Regions from separate parts of the Sus scrofa genome. Here region 1 is linked to region 2. The links are chromatin contacts, called in public Hi-C maps. All regions are on one chromosome and are shown on one strand. The core of a region is the stretch at or near the end of the contact, and the rest is flanking DNA. Distances in the headings are between cores, read along the strand shown. Region 1 holds the start of LOC106507207. Region 2 has its middle 160 kb from the start of PRDM1.

What was found. Hi-C and Micro-C count contacts between places; a contact is called where the count stands out from the background.
Region 1: a contact with region 2 is called in a Hi-C map of skeletal muscle, with 4 times the contacts expected there. The contact joins the promoter of LOC106507207 here to the enhancer-like site in region 2. A contact is called at or near these places in 3 of 47 Hi-C or Micro-C datasets (heart right ventricle, liver and skeletal muscle) and 2 of 2 datasets of contacts at active chromatin or transcription factors (alveolar macrophages and skeletal muscle).

What each region holds. Positions count from the first base shown.
Region 1 is chr1:72,213,139-72,216,680 of Sscrofa11.1, forward strand. LOC106507207 reads right to left here and starts at 1,820. Exons shown (of 4, transcript XM_021084596.1): 1 at 1,784-1,820; 2 at 173-646. The coding sequence starts at 1,820.
Region 2 is chr1:72,144,464-72,148,031 of Sscrofa11.1, forward strand. No RefSeq gene overlaps it. Among named protein-coding and RNA genes, the nearest start is that of PRDM1, 160 kb to the right of the region's middle. Within about 2 kb of position 1,413, at least 2 of the 83 cell types and tissues checked have an H3K27ac peak or open chromatin away from gene starts, as enhancers often do. A contact at or near this core is called in skeletal muscle, where this site is marked.

The DNA.
Region 1 (3,542 bases), core at 570-3,069, 69 kb after region 2:
CCGCTGCGAGCTCGCAGAACAGCCGCCTGAAAGGCAGGGATGCCGCGCACCTGACCCAGTGCGGAGTCGCGACCCTGTGGCTCTGCGTGGAGCTTGAAAAGGGGGCGCGGTCCCTGACACCGCCCCCCACCTTCCGCCCGCGAACATACAGCCCTAAGCGAGCGCCTTCTACCTGCAGACGCGAGCCAGACAGAGCCGGCCGCGATTGTGCCTTCCCGGACCAGCTGCCAGAGGTTGGCAGCCGACGCGCTGAGCCGGTGCCGGGGCCTTGACACCAGGGGCCGGGGCCGGGGCCGGGCCGGAGCCGGGGTGAGGACCAGGCGGACGGTGCACTGGGAACCTGCGGGACCGCGGCGCCCCCGAGCCCACCCTGCAGGCCTGGATGCACCGAAAGGTGCCCTGGCTGCCGTTATGTTTTTTAAAAAGAGAAATTCCTTCCCCCACCCCCACTGCCTTCCCTCAGATTTCTGAAGGAAAGAGGAAGCCAAGATCGTGAAGGGCCCTCTTGGATCTGCAGCCCAGACGGTTCTGGCAGAAGCAGCCCGGGCGCCCAGGACGCGGCGGCGCGAGGTCTGCCCCGGGCAGGAATGCCCTGCCGGGAGGAGAACGCAAGCCTCAGGACCGTTTCCGGGCCCGCGGTGAAATCCTCAGGGCTGGTATGGAGGATCGCACACGTTATTGTAGAAATTCATTAAACCGAATATACAAGGCATCCTTTCAATACCTTCTAGCAAACCGGGCCTAGCAAGGTCCCAATCTGGCGACAATGGAGGAATTAATCTGGATGTTAGTCACAGTAGTTCAATTTTGGCCAGGGTGGGGTTGGGGGGGTGGGTGTCACCAATCTCTTCAAAATTCGACCCAAGCTATGGACCCTAGCTCAAAACATACAACACTCTGGGATACAAGTTTAATACACACATACAGAAAACACACCTCTCCTATGCTATACACCTGAAACTAACATGATATTGTAAATCAGTTATATTTCAATTAAAAATTAATAAATAAAATTAATGTTAAAAAGAACCAGCGCGTGACCGAGAGCATTAATAGGCTTTATGATCTCTGGAAAGGAAAACACAAACAAAACATCCACAGAGCTTGTTTGGGTGGTTGTTTTGGTTTGGTTTTTCGGTTTTTTGTTTTTTGTTTTTTCCTCAGTAACAAGTGGACAACAGCTAATCAAATGATCAAGTGAGTTTTGGTGGATTTGAAAGGATACAGATCTCCTGGGAAAGGAAAGATGCAATTAAAATAGAATCATTCCCTTGGGTTGTCCTGCCCTTTCCAAACCACCAACAAAAAATGTAATTAGGGCAACAATGTTTTGGAAGGAAGTTAGCAAACAGGGAAGGTTTCCTTAAACGTAATGATGACAGTTCTGTAATGTTGTTATTCTGTTAAGCAAGAAATTTCTAGGTTATAAGCCAAAAGACGTTTGATGGCCTGAGAAGCAGCACATGTGCTGGGGGGGTGGGGAGGGGGGGTGAGGAATGCCTTATATACTGCTCCAACGACAGCAGCTCTCCACCACTAACTGGCCTGCTGGTGGTGTTTTTGTGTAACGGTGGAGGATAACATATCTGTCTTATTTTATTTCACCAGATGGAGAAAATGCAACAATATTTGGGGGGGGGACATTTCCTGTCTTTTTGTTCTTAACATAAAAAGTATTTTATGGCTATTTTTTTCCAGCATATTTTCTCCTCCTCTGGGGCACTTTTTCAAGCCTCAAAGCATATATTTGCCAGAAGTCTTTGGATTTTCACAATATTCCTACCTCTTTCTATAACCAAGACTTGCTGGACCTGCTCCATTAGGGAAACTTGTGTTTTACAAGCTGTAGATGATAACTGCAATAGCTAAGCTTTGTTTTTTTCTTTTCTTTTCTTTCTTCCTTTCTTTCTTTTTTTGGAGGGAAAAATTTAAACTTAAAACACTTAGTATTTATGGGCCGTTGCTTTTTCTTTTATTACCCATTTAACCATGTCTTTCCTTTGACGCTTTTCCAGAGGGACTCTCATCATCCATGGCTAGATCAGAGAAGTCAAAAGGAAAGGTCTTCATCATCTCTAATCTCCATCTCTCACCTCCCTCCAAAGCAGTTTACAATAAAGAGAACTCACTCCCACATCCTGATCCCCACGCTTCTTTGATCTTCCCCATCATTTTCTCATTAAAAACAACTGCTCTGTTGCCACCACCACAGTTTCAAGTTGTCTGAGTAACTATTTTCATCCTCAAATTTTTAACTTTGAAAATCAAGTCATATATTAGAGTTATTATGGCAAATACAATATCCCCCACTTGAAAAAACAGGGGAAATCTGTTGAGCACAACCTATTAATTTTCCACCAGTTGGAAAGCACTAAAATGCTACTTTCTGAATGTGGGTCTCTGGTTTTCCAGCCTGGCTTCTTCCTGTCTCAGTCACACCACCTTTCATGGTTTCTGGATTATTTCTTCCACTGAACAGTAATTAAAAGTGAGCAAATATTGAATTGCAGCCCCACCGACCTCCATTTTAAAAATTTGCATTCTGTAACAAGTTACCAAACTCCAGCCAATGATGCAATATACCACCAAATTCCAGTGGAACAAAATGATTTGAATAAGCCTTCGGATTTCATCGTCTTGGAATTTATTAACTACTAAAACACGCATTGCCTCTTCACCCATGAATGGGTCAAATAAGTGATCAAAGAAAATTATAAAACAAAGGTTAAAAAGTGTATGCTTTAGATTTTATACATAAAGATTGCAATCAAATTTGGGGAAAGGGCATTGACATCAGCCAAAGTTGAAAAAAAAATGAATAAAGCAAGGTTATTTACATTTTTGTATAATGCCTGGTACCTTATACAAGTCTGTAGGGGTTTCTTTCACTCACAGCTAGACATACACCTCCAGTTTCTGAATTTCTCTGCCTCTATGGTCAATGGTACATTCCACTTGGAATTATCTTCCTCCAGTAAATATGCTCTCATCCTACAGCTTTCACCAGGTGGGGTGGCTGAGTCAGGAGCTGCTGCTAGAGTTCCCTCAGCAGCATTTTGCCCTTCCATCAGAGCACTGGCTGAACACCAGGAAAGGGAGTATATCTGTTTTGTTCAGTACTGTATTCCAACACATTAAATATTTGATGAATTAATAAATAGACAATATAATAGATTTTTTTAAAAATGTTTAAGCCTAAGGAAGCCAAGGGCAAGAAACAGAGCCAGAGACACATGCCCTCCAAGTCTTTCATTCAATCTAGTAAGGAAGCCTCATGAGTAAAAAAAGAGTTCTGTGTAGCAAGTGGTCAGACACCTGAGTTGAAAATCCAGCGCAGATATATACCAGCTGTGTGACTCTGGAGAAGTTTCTTAACCTGTCTGAACCTCATTTCTTCTGTAGAAGAGATATAATAGAGCCCACCTTAGAGGGCTGTTTCAAAACTTCATAAAACACGAATTCAGAAAACACCTGACATATGCAGGCACTCTTTAAACAAACATTGTAGAAATAACAAGGACCCACTGTATAGCACAGGGAAC
Region 2 (3,568 bases), core at 163-2,662:
AAATTCCCTTCATTTTTTCCCCTAGAGCTAGACAAGTTGATCGTAAAATGATTGGTTCTTCTGTGATTGGTCATTAAAAGAAGCCTTTATTCCTTTCCTCCTTCCTACAGTTAAAAGTGAAATGGCTGATACAGATGACAAATATCATATGATATCACTTTCATGTGGAATCTTAAAAGATGATACAAATGAATTTATTTACAAAACAGAAACAGACTCACAGATATCAATAATAAATTTCCCAAAGGGGAAAGGGGGGAGGGATAAATTACGAATTTGGGGTTAGCAGATATAAACTACTATGTATAAAACAGATAAGCAACAAGGACCTACTGTATAGCATAGGGAACTATATTCAATATCTCATAATAATCTATAATGGAAGAGAATGTAAAAAGAACATATAGGTTTACATATAAAACGGAGTCACTTTGCTGTGTACCTGAAAGTAACACTGCATTGTAAATCAACTATATTTCTATTTTTTTTTAATTTTAATAAATATATAAAAGTAAACCAAATAAAGTGAGACAGCTGGAGCCCTAGCAGTATCTCAGGCCATGAGAGTTCTTGCAGATGAATGCCATGGGCTAGGCTGGTGAACTAGAAAGACAGAAAGAGCTTGAGCCTCTGATGATGTTAGAACCCCCTTACCGACATTGAACTCCTGCATTCAGCCCTGTTCTACCAGAGAGAACAAATTCTTTCAAAACACATTAAGCTACTCTTGTCGATGTTTTATTAACCTTAGCCAAAACTAGTTCTATCTGATGCAATATACCATTGGCCAAAACGCAAGCTGGTATTATCCGTGATTCTAAATGAGTCTATCACTTCAGATGCCCACAGCTCACTTTGAAATACATTCCACCCCCCACCAAAAATAAATAAATAAATAAATAAGATAGAATGACCAATGGACAGAGGAATGGGTAGAGGTGGAGAGATATATGATAAAGTAAATACAGCAAAATACAGTGTAAATATAGAAGGTGGCTAAATGGGCATTCACTATACAACTCCTTCACATTGCATAATAAAATGCTGAAAATCCTATTGACAAGCCATCGGTACTATTTACTATGTTTTTAAAAGATACCCATAGTGATGAGGAGTTTTGTAGCTTCTTTTTCTCTCACTTAACAGAGCCACTTCTCTTCCTGTTCTATAAACACTATTGTGACCTTAAAGTCTAAAAAAAAAAGAACTGGAAGTACTGCCAATGGGACAAACTGGGTGCAAGTAAAATTTTTAAAGGCTGTATAAAGAGAAATCCATCTGGAAAGATGTTTTCTCCATCAGCACAATAAAAGCTAGAATAGAATTTCCCAATATAGATGTACTGTTTGACTCTCTACGGATCCCACTGGTACAAGAGCGTGGCGTTCTGCTCTTTCATTTAAACGTAACTCTCAACCATAAAACGAAGCTAGGAATGTTAGAATTTCAACTCAGCTGAGATCAGCACTGAGCTCAGCACTGAGCTCAACATCATTTTCTTCCCCTGTTAAGATTCTCTTCTCCTTCCCCATCAATACAGGGACATGTCTAAGGAGATACAATTGCAGTTTGGTCTTCTGATCAACTGAAGAATTTCTGTTGAGAAAGTAACAATTGTGGTATTGGATCTTTTCCCATTGGTCTGTTTTCTAAGCAAAACAAGATTGGAAATGACCGCTGCACAGTTCCTGGCAGGAATGTTCGACTTTGCAGAAGTACTGCCTTCGAACTGCCAATATAAAAGAAGTCTTTTCTGATTCTCCAAGATGAAGTAAGAATAGTAAGAATGTGACCTGGGGTTGCTGAAAACAGAGCCAAGACACTGATTTGGGAATGTTGTATCTACTAAAAGAATCTATTCGTTGAGATAAAAATGCCTTCAGAAAACTGTACAAATTTAATTCCAGAGAAATTAGCTCTGAACTCATCCAAGAGTATTCACTTATTATATTTATTGAGGAATATGAAAGCAGACACTGAGCTAATGGAAGAACATAGATTCACAGTATAATCCCGTACAGTCATTTGCTTGTGACTTACTGAAAATTTCTGCATCTGAATCAACATTTTCCAAATTTGATCTCATCTCAGAAAGAATGCTCTTACAAAGCCTGGAGAAAACATCCTCAGCTGTGTTTAAATTATTCAAGGATGAAAAGAATACTGTATATATATTTTTCTTTTTAGGGCCACACCTGTGGCATATGGAAGGTCCCAGGCTAGGGGTCTAATCAGAGCTATAGCTGCTGGCCTACACCACGGCCACAGCAATGCAAGTGGGTTGGGTCTGCGACCTATACCACAGCTCACGGCAACGCCAGATCCTTAACCTACTGATTGAGGCCAAGGATCGAACCTGCATCCTCATGGATACTAGTCTGGTTTGTCACTGCTGAGCCATGACGGGAACACCTGTATATTTAATTTCGGGAGAAAAATCACCCACAGTATGTAGAGTTTTATAGCATAGTCATATGGCAGAGAAATGAAGGATGAAGACCAGACATAATAGATGTTATCAGTATCAGGCAGAGTGGTTAGCACTTTACATGGACTATCACCCCTGAAATCCTATAAGACAAGGATTGTTATTCTTCCCATTTTATAGATCAAGAAACAGAGGCTTGAAAATGTTTACCCAAGGTAACTTGTCAGCAAGTGGTGGGGCCAAAACTGGGACCCAAGCCTATCTGATGCCAGGGTCTGGTCTTTTAACAATCATCTGACATTGCTGTGATCTTTAAAAGCCAAGTGGCCCCACAGAACACTCAGTGCAAGAGGAGGAAGAGGGGGAAAGAAGGAGGCAGAGGGGAGGGGAAGAGGAGAGGGAGAGGGAGGGAGAGAGAGAAAGAACTAACATATATGTTGGGAATATTATAAAAGAAGCATGTAGAGGTTACAAATATGAAGAACTTCACATCAAATCTGGTGATCTCTTTGTTTCTTGCTTATTTTTTTCACTCTTCCAGTTTCAGTTCTTCTGGTAATTTTTTTTTTTAAAGAGGAGCAAGTACTTATATCTTAGTCAATTATAAAATTGATTAACAGTAAATCATCTCTTCCTCCCTTCTACTTTTTCCAAATCTTTATTAAACACCCACATTAAACACTACTGTGTGCCAGACCCTGTCATTGATATTCTACCTCTAAATCCCACTTAATTTACTTGGAGTAAGATGAAAAAATATTTTAACTATTGACACAGACTAAGACAATGGGGCACTAGGTTAAAAAAGCAACAAACTGTCAGAATAGTAAAAGTGATGACATGAAAAAAATCAGATGAAGCCTCATGTTCATGAACCAGACCAGATGTCCAGCTCAAGTGACAACTCCACTCTCCCTGACCTTCACCATGAAAGACATAAAACCACCATTAATGCTTAGGCTACTTGAGAAAGGCCTTTTGTGGGAAAAAAAAACAGATAAAGGGAGTGGGCAGGAACCAGAGGATCAATGAGAGTCAATGAGAAAAATTGGAAATACCTAATTTTCATATTGTTTATGGCCTGGTGGCTCTGTGAATCATGAAAAAAAGAGTTAAGACCTGTCCATATATATATATATA